Regions from separate parts of the Sus scrofa genome. Here regions 1, 3, 4 and 5 are each linked to region 2. The links are chromatin contacts, called in public HiChIP or PLAC-seq and promoter capture Hi-C maps. All regions are on one chromosome and are shown on one strand. The core of a region is the stretch at or near the end of the contact, and the rest is flanking DNA. Distances in the headings are between cores, read along the strand shown. Region 1 holds the start of GNAI3 (G protein subunit alpha i3). Region 2 holds the start of AHCYL1 (adenosylhomocysteinase like 1). Region 3 has its middle 18 kb from the start of GNAI3. Region 4 holds the start of LOC106510200 (glutathione S-transferase Mu 1). Region 5 holds the start of AMPD2 (AMP deaminase 2).

Region 1 (2,700 bases), core at 176-2,675, 450 kb after region 2:
TTCACTGAGCCTCTAGAAATCAGTGTCTCAAAATTCTAAAACAAATCATGCTGAGTAAAATGCATCTGACTGTAAAAGCTGCTTAAAACGAATGTCAACTAAAATAAACAGTAATTCCTGAAGCCAATATTTTTATGTTTTTAAAATTTTTATCTTTTTAGGGCCAGACCTGCGGCATATGGAGGTTCCCAGGCTAGGGGTCCAATCCAAGCTGTTGCTACTGGCCTACGGCCAGAGCCACAGCAACACCAGATCCTTAACCCACTGAGCAAGGCCAGGGATCGAACCCACAACCTTATGGTTCCTAGTCGGATTCCTTTCCACTGCGCTATGGCGGGAACTTCTGAAGCCAATTATTTTTAGTTTGAAAAAAACAAAAAAAGTACAGGTCTGTCGCTGTCACACTTTTAACAGTAAGTATGTCCAATTCCACAATTTATTTTTAGATAACTGCATTCCCACTGCCCATCATTCTTAGTAACTATTCAGAAACTTCCACTGTGTAATCTATTGACACCATTACATCTTATGCCACAAACCTCAAACAAACCAGGACATAAATTTCCTCAGCTCACACCACCTCCCCCTTATGAAAACAAGGCAAGGAGTTATAAAACCTTAAGAGAATAAATATCACAGAAAAAGGTGGATAAGTACACACAGCCTCTGCACCCGAATTCTTTTCCTTTATACCCTAGAACCTGTCATTTACCTCAACTACACATCTTCGTGTTCCTGGATAACCCGGGGTTCCTTCGCCTTCCAGACAGTTCAAAATGCCCACTCTAATAAATGGCAAGGTCCTCCGGAACCGCTGTCTCGGCCCCTCTATTTCTATTAACCACTCAAGCCTCCCAGCTCTATCCTGTCACAAAGTATCACCATGCTGCATGCACACTCGCAAGCCATTATACAAGCCCAACACCCTCTCCCACCCTCCTTGCTACCAACTCATTCCAACCCCTCACTTGCAAAACCTTCCCTAATCTGAGCTCTTCCCATATTCCTAATAAAGTCTCAATGTCCTACTGGACCATATTCCCAAGCTCTCTCCGCTAAACGCAATTACAGCATGGAGTCGCACCCTCTCGCCTAATTTCAAACACCTCAAAACCCCACCTCTCATCAAGCCCGCCCGAGGCCTCAGCCACCAGCCCCACACCCCGCCTTGAGCCCGTCACTGCCTCCAGACCCTTCGGGGTCCTTTCCGAGGGCCCGGTCTGACCCCGGCTCAGGGCTCCCGGCTCAGGGCTCCCGAGTGCCTGGGCCCTCCCGAAACCTCCGCCAGCCCCGCCCCCAGCTCCTCACCAAGTAGCAGCAGCTTCACTTCTTTCGCCGCTTTCTCCCCATCCTCCCGCAAGTTGCGGTCGATCATCTTGCTCCGTTCCACCGCCGCCTTGTCTTCGGCGCTCAACGTGCAGCCCATGGCGGCGGCGGGAGTGGGGACCGGGCCGGGGCTCACTTAACACACCGCGGAGACTGCGGCTCGGCCGGCTGAGACAGCGTCTACTGCTGGGCGGCGGCCCTCTCCGTCAGCCCCCGGAGCGCCCGAAGGAACCGGATATCCGGAGTTTCACGACACTTCCGGCGACGCCCCGCGCCGTTGCTGCGCGGACCTTTCTGGCTGGGGTAGGGGAGGCACAACCGAAAGCGGAAGTACAGAGAGAGGGTTGGGAGGGCGGTCGGCGATTCTGGTGAAGTGGGGAGGCTCTCTCGAGCTCCCCCGGGCTCCGCTCGACCTTAGTCCCCTTTCACCTTTTTTTTCGGCTGCCTTGTTTGGATAAATGCAGAAAAGCCAGGGACTGGTTGCTCCAGCTCAAGGCATCCTCCCGAGGTCACATAGCCAGCTTCAGATTGGCTTGGGGGGGTGGGACTTCCCAAATAATTGCCCACAGCCCGCACGGGAATTTCTGCTGGGAATTTCTCACTGGCCAGAAAGCCCATCTGAACTCTGGCTGTGACGATCTGGGGCCCCTGCCCAAGTGTAGAACACTTTCTCTGCCAGGGTTGTCTCAGCCAGATCGCTAGGGTGAGAATTATGTCTGGACCCTGGCCACGCTCCACATCTGAAATAAGTAAGATCGGCCATGGTTGGGACTTCATGGATCCCTTTCTGCCCTCTGGCCCACCGCCTCCTTCTCTTAGCTGTACCCTGTGGGCTTGAGAGTTGCCCAGCTACTATGTTGGCAAAGGGCCACGTGAAATCGCTAACAGATCTTAAATTACCTGAAAGATAAAGAGTGTAGTTGCTCCAGAAAATTCCCGCGTTACCTTTCCCCAAGGCAAGCCAGTGTTAGCGCTCACAGATCGTCCTGCATTAGGGGTTAGGACGTCTACCAAGATTAGTCAATCAAAGTCCCACACCCAAAACCAGTACATCCTATAAATCTCCTAAAACTTCCTGTTGTGGTAACACAAGAAAAGCGAAGTTCTAGTAAAATTTGTCTCTCGGCTATAGCATCACCTGAAAGTTGATAAATCCCCTGTGAAAGCCCCAGACTTTTTATCCATAATCCTGGATACTACAGTGAAAGTGTCCCTTAATTACCTTCATTTCCAAATAGCCTGCAAATTCTCTCACCGTATAGTCTAGGGAGAGGAATTCTTGTAGCCTCCAAGTCTTTCCCTGAAATTAAAAACTATTTCCTTAATAGAATCTAAACCTTAGAATATTAGGTCCCAACAGAAAGGTCTATATAG
Region 2 (2,700 bases), core at 65-2,564:
GCTCAGAAAGTACTAGGGATCCTAATTCAGCCGCTCAGAGAGTTGGTTAGATTCAAACCTCCAAAGGTTGCCATTTAATCTTCCACGAAAAGAGAATGCGAAAGACGTCCTTAGAGCTCAACCCACAGCACAAGAGACTAAACTTGTTCTGCCTCCTAAGTGCAGTTAAGAATGAGCAATCGTTCCTTACCTCCCACCCCTCCAACCCACCCAGGCTCCTTTCTTTAGGGATGTCTCAGTGATCTATGGGCATGACTCTACGATCAACCTGTATCCATGACAGTGTCTATCACCAACCTCCAAATGTTAATTTCTTACATACGTCGAAGCAACTCGATGACCACAGAAGATGAAAATCAAAGTTTTCTTTTCAATTTCAATTTGCCCTCACAGTTTTCACCTGCATACAAGAGCTAGCTCCACGCATTTTTTCATCTTGCCTCCAAGATCACACGTAGTTGTTGGATAAACCGACCACAGCTCCCAAAGATGTGCCCAAAGAAACACTATCAGATTTACCCACTCACTTGACGGGAGATTTCCCGTACACTCTCATCCCCTGGGGCTGGTCACCGGGGTCAACTGAATTGGTTCACCCCCTCCCAGTCCCGTCTCCGAGGCCCTTCAGCCAAGAAAAGTCAGCCGCAAATTTAAGGCCCGGCCCTGCCGGGTTTCGAAAAGATCCCGAAGGATTAGGGCCGAGGGACAAAGGAAAGTGAGGTCAGGGGCGGCCTTTCCAGCTGGGGATAGGCCTGGGGCCGCTCACCCGCCACCCCTTACACGACCTCCGCCGTCCCGGGTCCCTCAAACCTCGCCCCTGAAGTCCCGAACTTGCTGGAGCCCGGACTCGGGGCTCGCTCGCGCCCCTTCCGCGAGGCCCCCGCCCGTACCCCCGCCGCCACCCAGAGCCCCCGCACCTTCTTGGGCGCCTTGGTGACGGTGGCCATGAAGGAGTACTTCTCGGCGTCCTCGATCTCCTTGGCCTGCTTCAGCTCCTCCCCGACACCGGGCAGCGGCATCGCGTCAGGCATCGACATCCCCCGGCCGGCCCGGCCCGCGGCTGCCCCACCACCCCCGCCTCTTTCCCTCACGGGCGCCCGCCCGCCCGCCCGCGCGGCGCCCTCGGACACGCGCTCGCCCACCCTCCCGCCGGGCCCCGCGCCGAGCTGCGGCCGGTGCCGAGGTGCTGGAGCCGGCGCCTCGTCGGCTCGGCGGTCCAAGGCAGCGGGACTGCTACGGCGGCCACAGGAGCGCCAGAATCAGCAACCCGGAGCTCCGACCAGCCCGCGCCGCCACCTCCGCCGCACGCAAATACGCACGCAAAGTAAGGGTAGAGGGCGGTGACGCCACGTCGGGTACTGGCAGCTCCAGGCGGGCGGGGGAGAGGCGTGGAGAAACGGCGCTCTGTCATGACGTCACCACTTTGGACTGGGCCGCCAGAAGCCAGCCCTTTCCTCCTAGCTCGCGGGTGATGAAGCTTCTGCGGGGAGCTGGACCCTTCGCGTCGCCAGGTGGCGCCATCCGCCCTGTGAGTGGCGCGTGGTTCCTGCAAGGATGCCGAGGAACAGGCGGCGGGGTGTGTGAGGCGGGGTCTTTGGAGGGCGCGGGATCCCAGGCAAGGCCTCAGAAGGGTGAGGGATGCTTGGGAGCAAGGACCAGAGCCTTGCAGTACACAGCCTAGAGCCAGTCCTAGGAAACTTCTGGGGCCCGAGCTGTAGCCCACTCACTCACTGCTCCCACCCAGGCCCTTTGAACCACAAGCCCCTTTTCAAGGGGCTGCTACTTTGAGACTTTAAGGGTGGCCAGAAGGGTCCCCAGAGCAGTGTGGTGTCTTCACCGCCCTTTGTGACCTCGCCTGCCCCGGTCTCTCCTGGGCCTTGCTTGTTTACAAGACCTTGTCGACTTAAAAAAAATGCTCAGCCTGAAAGTTGAGAGTTAAGTTTTATTTGGGGCAAAATTCAGACGTAAGCCCCGGGGACAGCATCTCAGGTAGCCCTGAGAAACCGCTCTAAGGAGGTGAGGGGGGAGCTAGGTGAGATATATAGGCGTTTTTGCTACAAAGAGCAGATTGCAGGAACAAAAGTAGTCTGGGCTCACTGAAATCATGCCCTTGATATGCACCTCAGCTTTAGGGGCCCAGTATCCTGAGTTTTCATAGCCCTTGGGGGCTCACCAGCTCACCCTTGGAGGTGACTACTAGAGGTGGCTGCATTCTTCACAGGTCACTGTGACATCTCTTCTTCTGTCCACTGAAGTACAGCCTGGTGGGGCGTGGGGTGGGTGGTATTTCAGAAGGGGAAAGGGAGAATAGCAGGATATATGCAATTAAGGTGAAGGGGGAGGTGCATACGGCCATGCACACACATTTACACAAGTTTCTTGCTGGCCTCTTGAAGGTCACTACTAGTCCCAAGGAGCAGACACCACCCTGAAGGATTTTAGAGTTTTTCCAGATACGAGGAGGTGCAAGAATTAGGCACATAAAATCTTCTCCTAAAAATAATGTATCTGAAGACCTGTTCTTCCAGTTTTCCCAGAGTGCCTCACTCCTGATCTCCACCCTGAGCTCCGCTCAGAGGGTGCTTCGGGTCAGCAGCTGTAATCCATGTAGAGGATGACGGCAAGCGCCAAACCTCAGTTCACTACCTTCATATGGCAGAGCTGATGGAATAGGGCTATGGGTCAGGGGCTGGAGAGCAG
Region 3 (2,700 bases), core at 160-2,659, 460 kb after region 2:
CTCCATTCTGAGCACACTCCTAGCATCGCCTGAAGCCTCAGGGCATCCCACTTCCCCCTTCTGCAGCTCCCAAGGGCTTCGTTTCATTCCAGTCAAGAAATATGTCCTGAGCACCTACTACATGCACAGCTCCATCTTGGGGCGGGGGGGGGGGGAAACACAAAAGTGAAACAAATACAAACATTGCCCTCTTTGTGCTAACAATCTAAAATGGAGACAAAGCAGGTTATAAGCCTCAAAGAAGAGTCAAAAGGCCTTGGAGATTCAAAGGAAAAAGTGAACCCACTTCCTTGGGAAATCTGGGAAGGCTTCATGAAGGAAGTGGCATGGGTCTTAAAGGAGGGGTAGGATTTACACTGTAGCTGAAAGAGGCGGGAAGGAGAAGAGTTCAGGTGAAGGAGCTGATGTAGCCAAAACCCGGAGACAGGCAGGTTTATGGAGGATCAGGGCACAGCGAGTTGTCCAGTCAGACTGAAAAATAATCTGTGTGTAGGGAAGCAGTGAGACCAGAGAAGGAGATTGGCTGGACCGTGAGGGCCTGATCAGCCAGGCTGAAAAGTTAGCAGAGATCAGCATTTTGAGCAGGGACATGCAGGTTCACAGGTGTGCCCATCTCCAGTCTTTTAGTGAGTCAGTTAAGTATTTTTTGAACCCACAAGTTCCAGGGTGAATTCAAGGCTTGAATTTTCCTGAGAAACCCAGGCCTAAAGAGAGGAGAAAAAACACGTAGGCCATCCAAGAGATAGGGCCTGTGAATACACGACAGACTGAACACAGAGGAAAGGGACCTCAGAGATGAAGCGATGTACGGACCAGATGGTGCTCATGCGTCCGGGGCGACGCGTGACCTGCACGTCCCTTCTGTAGGGGAGGCAAAGGGTAGAGTGGAAACGAGTGCCGGGAAATCGCCCTTTCAGACTCATGGTGTCGTAAGAAGCTGCCCAGCCTGATCGGTAGCGACAGGACACCCTGGACCACCCAGCTGCTCATTCCAGCACTGCCCCCCTCACCACCGGTTCCTGGGCTCTGACCTAAGAACAACGAGCTCGCCAGGTCCGGTTTCCCTATTTGGGGTCCACAGAGCACTCCCAGCAGTTCCTGGTCCCTGACTCAAGGGGGCGCCCCTGCTCTACATCTCTGGGTTAGTTCCCACTAAGCGCTGTTAACTCAGCCCTGCCAGCTCAACTGAGCCCTAGGGGAACCTGACCCTTCCTTCTCCAGGCCAGGCACAGCTGGACACAAGGATACGTGCCCTATGGCCTTTTACCCAAACATTTTTTTTCAAAGTCCTCTCCCTGCATTTCAGACTCACTTAAAAACAGAACACCCCAATTCAGCTCTCATACCCATATGTCCCAGGAAGGGCCAGGCTCCCAGACCCAGGGCCCCTTAGGGGTGGAGAGATGGCTTATGAGTGGCGCGGGGGCGGAGGCGGGGCTGGGGGGAGGAGAAGAGGCACAAGATATGATCAGCCCCTTGTCCGCCTAACTGAGGGTCCTATTGGAGAATGATGTGTGAAAGCTTGGCCTCTCTGATGGCCTAGCCTGGAAGGGTAGCCCTGGATGCTCTAAATCAGCCCTGAGAGCAGGGGACCCTTGATGGTGAGGACCCGGGGGGAAGGGAACACCGCAACTGCTCCACTGCAGCGCTTCTAGGCCGCCCTGACAGCCAGAAGCCACAAGGGGGCAGTGTTGGCCACGGAGCTGCAACGAGTCAACTGCAGTTTCCAGGTAGAGGTTTCTCACTTCCAAACCCCAAGCCCGTTTACGCTCCTGGAGGACTTGGGGCCTAGGGGCCCTGATTTTTCTCCTTTTTGACCTCCCACAGTCTCAGCTTGGAGGACCAAGGCTCCCAAGAGAAAACCCCTCATATTCCTAGGAGGTGGTGAGGACGAGACCATCAGGCTGGCATCCTAGGAGCACTGCACTCAGAGTCCAGAGGCTGCATCTGCGTGAGTGAGCAGTGCATTTGGGGCCTCTCTCCACCCCTCTCCTCGCCTCAGCTCCAAATGCGAGTTGGACGAGGTGTGTAGACGCTAAGGTCCTCTGCAGCTCTAGCTTTTGAGTCTGAGTCATAGCTGCTGTCCTCAAGTGGCTTCTCTCTCCAGGGCCCTGACAGCTTGGGAGATTCAGGGCCTAGGAGCAGGGGGTGGGTGCAGGAAATAGCAGTGGGTCCTTCTGCTCCCTGCAAACCAGCTCGTTCCCCTGGGAATCACAGAACGAGATTCAGTCCCAGCCCTGGGAAGAGGCCCAGGAAGGAATGACCAGGGTCAGCTGGGTCCTGGAACGACCCTGCTAAGTGGCTCCTTCTGACTGGTCTGTGTGCCACTGTGTGGATGGTAGGAGAGCTGCAGGCTGGCTGAATGATGTCCCCACCCAGGCCCAAGCAACCCAAAAAGCCCGGGGCCAGATCGGACAGCCGCAAAGTGGAGGCTGCAGAAAGCCTAGACCGCTCCCCTCTGGCCTTTTCACTCCAGACCCCCAACAGTCACCTTCTCTCATTCTCCCCACCTAGCTCTGACGTCTCCTTCCGCCCCATACCCTCACCCCCAGAAAGCAGAGCCCGCAGCCTCAATTCTCGGGGAGGGTACCCCCCCCCACCTTCCCATCTCTGGACTCCCCGCTCCGCCCCCATCCCTTCAGACCAGTTCTGTTCGCTGTGCCTCTGTGATCCCAGGCAGTCTCTCCTGACTCCTGTGGA
Region 4 (2,700 bases), core at 156-2,655, 280 kb after region 2:
AATGCCACCTGGTCCCCTGACACCCCCCAGACGCACTCACACATGTTGTGCTTGCGAGCAATGTAGCGCAGGATGGCGTTGCTCTGGGTCAGCTTGTGAGCCCCGTCAATTAAGTAGGGCAGCTGCAAGAACAACAGGCACAGGTGCTCGGACCAACTGCCTCCCCTGCACCCTCCCTTCAGCAAGGGCACAGGTGACACCTGGCACTCACACAGCCTGGCCCATGGGAGCCACTCCACTATCTACCGAAACACGAAGGGAGGAGCTGGGACCAGAGCATCATGGAAAGACGGCGAAGAGCACCAGGAGCTGAGACCGTGAGCACAAGGCACCAGACCCTGAGACCGCTAAGCTGGCAAAGGAGCTGGAGAGAGACACCGTCCACTCTCCCCCACGGCAACCCAGCCCCCACACCTACATTGGGGAAGTCCAGGCCCAGCTTGAATTTGTCACTCAGCCACTGGCTTCTGTCATAGTCGGGAGCTGTGGGAAAGGAGATGCAGTGAAACAACCCTCCCCACACACCAGCCCTCCCTCATGGGGACCTGCCACGGGGTCAGAGGCAAGACCTCCTGGAACAGGTGGATCTGGCATCTGAACCACTAAGACTCCCATGGCAGCTCTGGGGGAAAATGCACTTAGGAGGATTTGGAAGCTACACGAGTAAGGCTTACTAAGCACCTGGGCAACCTCTTAGGGGAACCCATGCCCAGGGCTGGTACAGGCACCCAGCCATGGACTCTCACGTCCTGCCTTGGTGGCCAGCTGCACCCCCAAAGGGTTTGGGAAAGGGCAGACCCCTGTGGAAGCTGGTGGAGCCTGACAGAGGCGGGCCACAGGGGTCAGGACATGGCATGCCTGGCCCAAATCAGCACGACCTGAACAGAACAGGATGCCATTACCGTCCCCCATCGTGTACTTCTTCTCCTCGTAGCTGGAGTCTGTGTACTCCAGGAGCAGGCGGATGGCGTGGGCCAGCTGGGAGAGATTGTCATGACAGAGGTCAGAGGCGAGCTCCCACTGCAAACCTTTCTCAGTTCCAGGTCACCTCCCCGACACCCCAGCCGCCCTCCCCACCCACCCACAGCTACCCCTAAGCAGCTCAGGCTGAGGGAAGGGGCTCCCCTGCAGCAGGACCCACAGAAGCTCCTGGTAGAACAGGCTCCCAGCTGCGCAGCATTTCCCCAGCCGCGCATTTCCCACCTGCCAGCTTCCTCCCCATCCGCCCCAGTGGTCCCTCCCTCACCCCGCGGATGTCCCAGTAACCGAGGATCATCGTCATGTTGCTGCTGTCTGAGCTCCGAAGGGAGAGGCTGCAGGGAAGCTGCCCTGGAAATTTCTCCCCTGACCCGCTCGCTGGTGAAAGGAGACAGGAAACTCCCGCCCCCTCCTCGGCCCCGCCCCTCGTCGGCCCCGCCCCCAGGGCCTCCCTCCGCGCTGCCCCAGGGAAGCCTCCCAGGAGCACCCGCCCCTCCCAGCAGCTGCAACTTCAGGGGCAAGTTCGGGCACCTGGAGGAAACCAGGCACCTGGCTCAAGCTCGCCTGCTTCCCACCCCTGATGGACCTCTGAAGTCCGGGACACTGGCAGTGACCCCGGAAAACCGGCTTGAATCCTGACACCACCAAGGCTCCCCACCTCCCCTCCACTCGCTGGCCAAGCTCCGTTTTAACCCTGGGTTGCAGAGTTCCCACGGGCTCTGGGAGGCTCTGACTGCCGAGTGAAAACCAAGAGTGGTGCCCCTCAAGCCACCGCCTACGCCAGAGCCACAGCAACGTGGAATCCGAGCCGCATCTGCGATCCACACCACAGCTCACAGCAAAGCCGGATCCTTAACCCACTGAGCAAGGCCAGGGATCAAACCCACAACCTCATGGTTCCTAGTCGGATTTTTTCCACTGCACCACGAGGGAACTCCCCAGCTTGTTAATTTCTTTAGCCATAAATATCGTCTGTGTAAGCTAAGGATATCCAGGATAGAGAAAACATTTTTAACCTGAAATAATAAAAATAACCATTGACAAGAGACTGCCAAGTTGTATATTGGACAACATTTTTCCACCGGCCTGTAATATTTTTGATAAAAACTATAGACAAACTAAGACTGCAAGACATTAGAAAGGAACTAAGTTCAAAAGGAAAAATATGGAAAAGAAGAAACACCAGTAATTAGAAAAATTTCCCATTCCAACAAATTGTTTACTCTTTAATTGCAGTCTTTGTATGGATTACCTCCTGTTTTAAGGACTGCATTAATTTGTTCTTCTTGTTTTCTTTATGTTTTTTGCTTTTTTGCTTTTTGTTTTTTAGGGCTGCACCTGCAGCATATGGAGGTTCCCAGGCTAGGGGCCGAATCAGAGCTGCAGCTGCCGGTGTGCACCACAGCCAACTAACACCAGATCCAAGCCGAGTCTATGACCTACACCACGGCTCACAGCAACGCCAGATCCTTAACCTACTGAGCAAGGCCAGGGATCAAACCTGTGTCCTCATGGATACTAGTTGGGGCCTTAACCCACTGACACAAAGGGAGTGTGTATTTTTTTTAAGTAATCATCTTTTACCACTGAAATCTAAGATTTAAGCTTGAATAAAGCTATGCCCTTTCAATTCGAGTTCCTAAATCAGGAGTCGGGAAACTAAGCCCCCTGTTTTTGAAGTTCTGTTGAAATACAGCTCCATCCATTCTTGTAGGTCTGTGG
Region 5 (2,700 bases), core at 165-2,664, 370 kb after region 2:
AAACCTGCAGGCTGGCCCGCTTCTTAAAGGGATATTTGGCAGTGGGTTTGCCGGGGCCAGATGAATAGGATGCCATGGCTCCAGCCGCGGAGATGGCGGGGGGAGTCTGAGCCGCACCAGCTGGGCCTGGCTCTGCCACATCCAACCCCTTTCTCTGCCCCGCCCCCAGCGGGAGTGACTGATGCAGGAAGCAGAGGCCCCGCCAGCGGAAGAGGCCCTGGCCACGATTTCTGATGTTGTCTAGGCAACCTCGGGGGCGGGGGGGCCTCCATCCCCTCCTCTCCTCAGTCCCCAGAGTGACAGAGTGACGTGACTGAGGATAGCTGGGCCTGCGGAGTGGAGGTGAGGCAACGAGATGGGGCAGGGCCAGCCCTAGCACTCCACCAACCCCATCCGAGCCCTTGTCCCTTGCCAGGGCTCTGGAGCAAAAGAGTCAAAGTCCAGGCTAACTGGTCCAGCCAGCCTGGGAGAAAAAAATAATGATAAAGAGGGGTCCCCAAGCTCAGAACACTTTCTGAGCAGGCGGACTCTATGAAGACCCAGCCCCTCTGGGAGCAGAGTCCTCTCATATCCTCTGACACACACACACACACACACCCCACCCGGCCAAAGGGCCAGCCCACCTCTGGGAGGATGAGGTCGAACTGAGAATCCCAGCCCAGCAGGGAGGAGCCTGTCTTAGGAAAATTCCACTGTCCAGCAGAAGCTACCCTGTAGGAAGGCAGGAAGGCTGCGAAGCAAGGGCTTCTGGGGGTCTGGTAAAGAGACCCCAGCCGCTTCTGACTTTCCCTTCTGTCTTTCCACGCTCAGGCTCTGCTGTCCAGGCCCTCCCCCAGGAGAAGCTGGCTGCCTCCCCTAGGTCTGCAGGTTGTGCCCACCCTCTTGTCACTCTGACCACTGCTCTTCTCTGTCCCAGAGACCCTGCCCCCCACACCCCACTCACCTGAGGCCATGCTGCTCGAGCCCTGTGCGGTACCGGGGAGTCTGCTCGCCAGGGTCTACACCGCCGGGAAGCCAGGTGGCGAGGAAAGGGAAGAGGGCTGGGGTCCAGACCCCGCCAAGTCGCTCTAAGGACCCCTGCCCTGGCACTAAGATGGAAGGAGTAAAGCAGTCCTTCAAAATTGCCGGCAGGTGGGAGGCAGATCCCTGCCGACCTGGGCCGCGGCACCGGCCTTAGAGACCCCGGAGTCCCACCCCCGGGCCCCGCACTCGAGAGGCAGGCAGGCCACGTGCTCCCCAGAGAGCGGGACCCGGAACTCGTCTGGGTTTCTCTCCACACTTTCTGGGTATGCGGGGTCGGACTCCGGTAGCTGCACTGTGGGGGAGTCACGCAACAAGTGTGACCCCACCGAAACCTCGCCAGCGCCGGCGCGCGTCTCTGCGGCCCCGCCGGGTCCGTGGCCCCGCCCCTTTCCGACCCGCCCCCGCCAGCCGGCCCCGCCCCCGCCCTTTTTCCTCTTCCCGGAGCCACGTGGGCAGCAGCCACTCGGCATCGGCCCGGCAGCGTCTTGGGCAAGTTCTGTGCGTCAGCTTCCTCACCCGTAAAATCAGATGGGGTAATCGCGGTGCCTCATTCAAAAGGGTTATTGTGAGGATTAAACGTTAAAACACCTTTGCACGGTGCCTGGCACAAAGCCAGAGCCCAATAAAAGATAGCTCTTATTATTGTTCTGGGATTCTCTTTTAGCAGAGGCCCTAGCCGGCGTTCTTAATCTAGGTCGTCGGTTTTCTTACACAGGCAGGCGGAGCTAGGCAGGGGGGGCCCTGCAATTCTGGCTCCCTTTCCCACATTTATTTCTATATTTATTGGTTGAGAGCGTAGGTTCTGTAGCCAGAATGCCTGGGTTCAATTCCAGACTCCTTCCTGACTGCCGCTGGGATGTTATTAACTTCTCTGTGCTTTCATTTTCTCTGTAAGAAGAGTGTGAGAGACCCTGCTTTAGATGGTTGTTTTTAGGATAAATGAATAGAAGTGAAGTGCTTAGAACAGTGCTTGGCTTGTAATTACCACTAAGTTAATGATAGTTATCATGGATCTGTCCTTGGCCTTGGTCCCCTGTTGCCACTCTCACGGTTCATTCACCTTGCAGCCGGTAAAGAACTGCAGATACCTCGCCCAACCAGCACCCCTACTCACAAGTGGCAGAGGATCCTACCTAAAGGAAAGCTGGGGGCCAGTGGGGCGGCGGCTGCAGCGGGGAGAAGGCCTGATAAGGTCTCTGGACATAATTAAGCATATTAGCAGCAATTTCTCTTTTCCTGATCTCTTTGCCTCGTGGGAGCCCTTTGACCCCACACGCCCACTTGTACTAATGCTGTTTGCCCAGCTCCTCCCAGTTCTCACCACCTCCACAGCCAAATTCCCTCCCAAACTCTGCCTCCCCCACTCCTCTCCAGGCTGGATTGTGAACCCTGAACCCTGTTCTCTCCCTACATATGGTTCTGCCTCCATTGATCCCTACCTCCTGCTCCTCACCCAGAACAAACCGGAAAAGCCATGGCCTCCATAAGCAAAGGGACGGAGGGAGTTCACCCCACAAAGAAGCAATAAAACCAAAAATAGAACAAGAAGATACCATGTTTACCCATCAAATTAGCAAAGATTAAAGGAAAAAAAACGTTGCCAAGAGGGAGGAGGGAGTGGGATGGACTGGGAGTCTGGGGTTAATAGATGCAAACTATTGCCTTTGGAATGGATAA

Evidence for each region. Promoter capture Hi-C pulls out the DNA fragments that hold promoters and counts their contacts. HiChIP or PLAC-seq counts read pairs in DNA pulled down with a chosen protein or histone mark.
Region 1: an H3K27ac HiChIP or PLAC-seq map of alveolar macrophages shows a contact between it and region 2. The contact joins the promoter of GNAI3 here to the promoter of AHCYL1 in region 2. A contact is called at or near these places in 1 of 5 promoter capture datasets (liver), 8 of 47 Hi-C or Micro-C datasets (alveolar macrophages, embryonic fibroblasts, fetal heart ventricle and 5 more) and 2 of 2 datasets of contacts at active chromatin or transcription factors (alveolar macrophages and skeletal muscle).
Region 3: a contact with region 2 is called in a promoter capture Hi-C map of fetal skeletal muscle, with 5 times the contacts expected there. The contact joins the enhancer-like site here to the promoter of AHCYL1 in region 2. A contact is called at or near these places in 3 of 5 promoter capture datasets (fetal liver, fetal skeletal muscle and liver) and 5 of 47 Hi-C or Micro-C datasets (embryonic fibroblasts, fetal heart ventricle, retroperitoneal adipose tissue and 2 more).
Region 4: a contact with region 2 is called in an H3K27ac HiChIP or PLAC-seq map of skeletal muscle. The contact joins the promoter of LOC106510200 here to the promoter of AHCYL1 in region 2. A contact is called at or near these places in 2 of 5 promoter capture datasets (fetal skeletal muscle and liver), 1 of 47 Hi-C or Micro-C datasets (embryonic fibroblasts) and 1 of 2 datasets of contacts at active chromatin or transcription factors (skeletal muscle).
Region 5: a promoter capture Hi-C map of liver shows a contact between it and region 2, with 5 times the contacts expected there. The contact joins the promoter of AMPD2 here to the promoter of AHCYL1 in region 2. A contact is called at or near these places in 3 of 5 promoter capture datasets (fetal liver, fetal skeletal muscle and liver) and 2 of 2 datasets of contacts at active chromatin or transcription factors (alveolar macrophages and skeletal muscle).

The regions. Positions count from the first base shown.
Region 1 is chr4:110,577,487-110,580,186 of Sscrofa11.1, forward strand. It overlaps GNAI3 (G protein subunit alpha i3), which reads right to left and starts at 1,426. Exons shown (of 8, transcript NM_001123117.1): 1 at 1,309-1,426. The coding sequence starts at 1,426.
Region 2 is chr4:110,131,512-110,134,211 of Sscrofa11.1, forward strand. AHCYL1 (adenosylhomocysteinase like 1) reads right to left here and starts at 1,315. Exons shown (of 17, transcript NM_001201381.1): 1 at 918-1,315. The coding sequence starts at 1,037.
Region 3 is chr4:110,595,317-110,598,016 of Sscrofa11.1, forward strand. No RefSeq gene overlaps it. Among named protein-coding and RNA genes, the nearest start is that of GNAI3, 18 kb to the left of the region's middle. Within about 2 kb of position 1,410, at least 27 of the 83 cell types and tissues checked have an H3K27ac peak or open chromatin away from gene starts, as enhancers often do. A contact at or near this core is called in fetal skeletal muscle and skeletal muscle, where this site is marked.
Region 4 is chr4:110,412,078-110,414,777 of Sscrofa11.1, forward strand. LOC106510200 (glutathione S-transferase Mu 1) reads right to left here and starts at 1,406. Exons shown (of 8, transcript XM_021090061.1): 1 at 1,247-1,406; 2 at 903-978; 3 at 419-483; 4 at 41-122. The coding sequence starts at 1,282.
Region 5 is chr4:110,503,709-110,506,408 of Sscrofa11.1, forward strand. AMPD2 (AMP deaminase 2) reads right to left here and starts at 1,415. Exons shown (of 18, transcript XM_021090067.1): 1 at 944-1,415. The coding sequence starts at 953.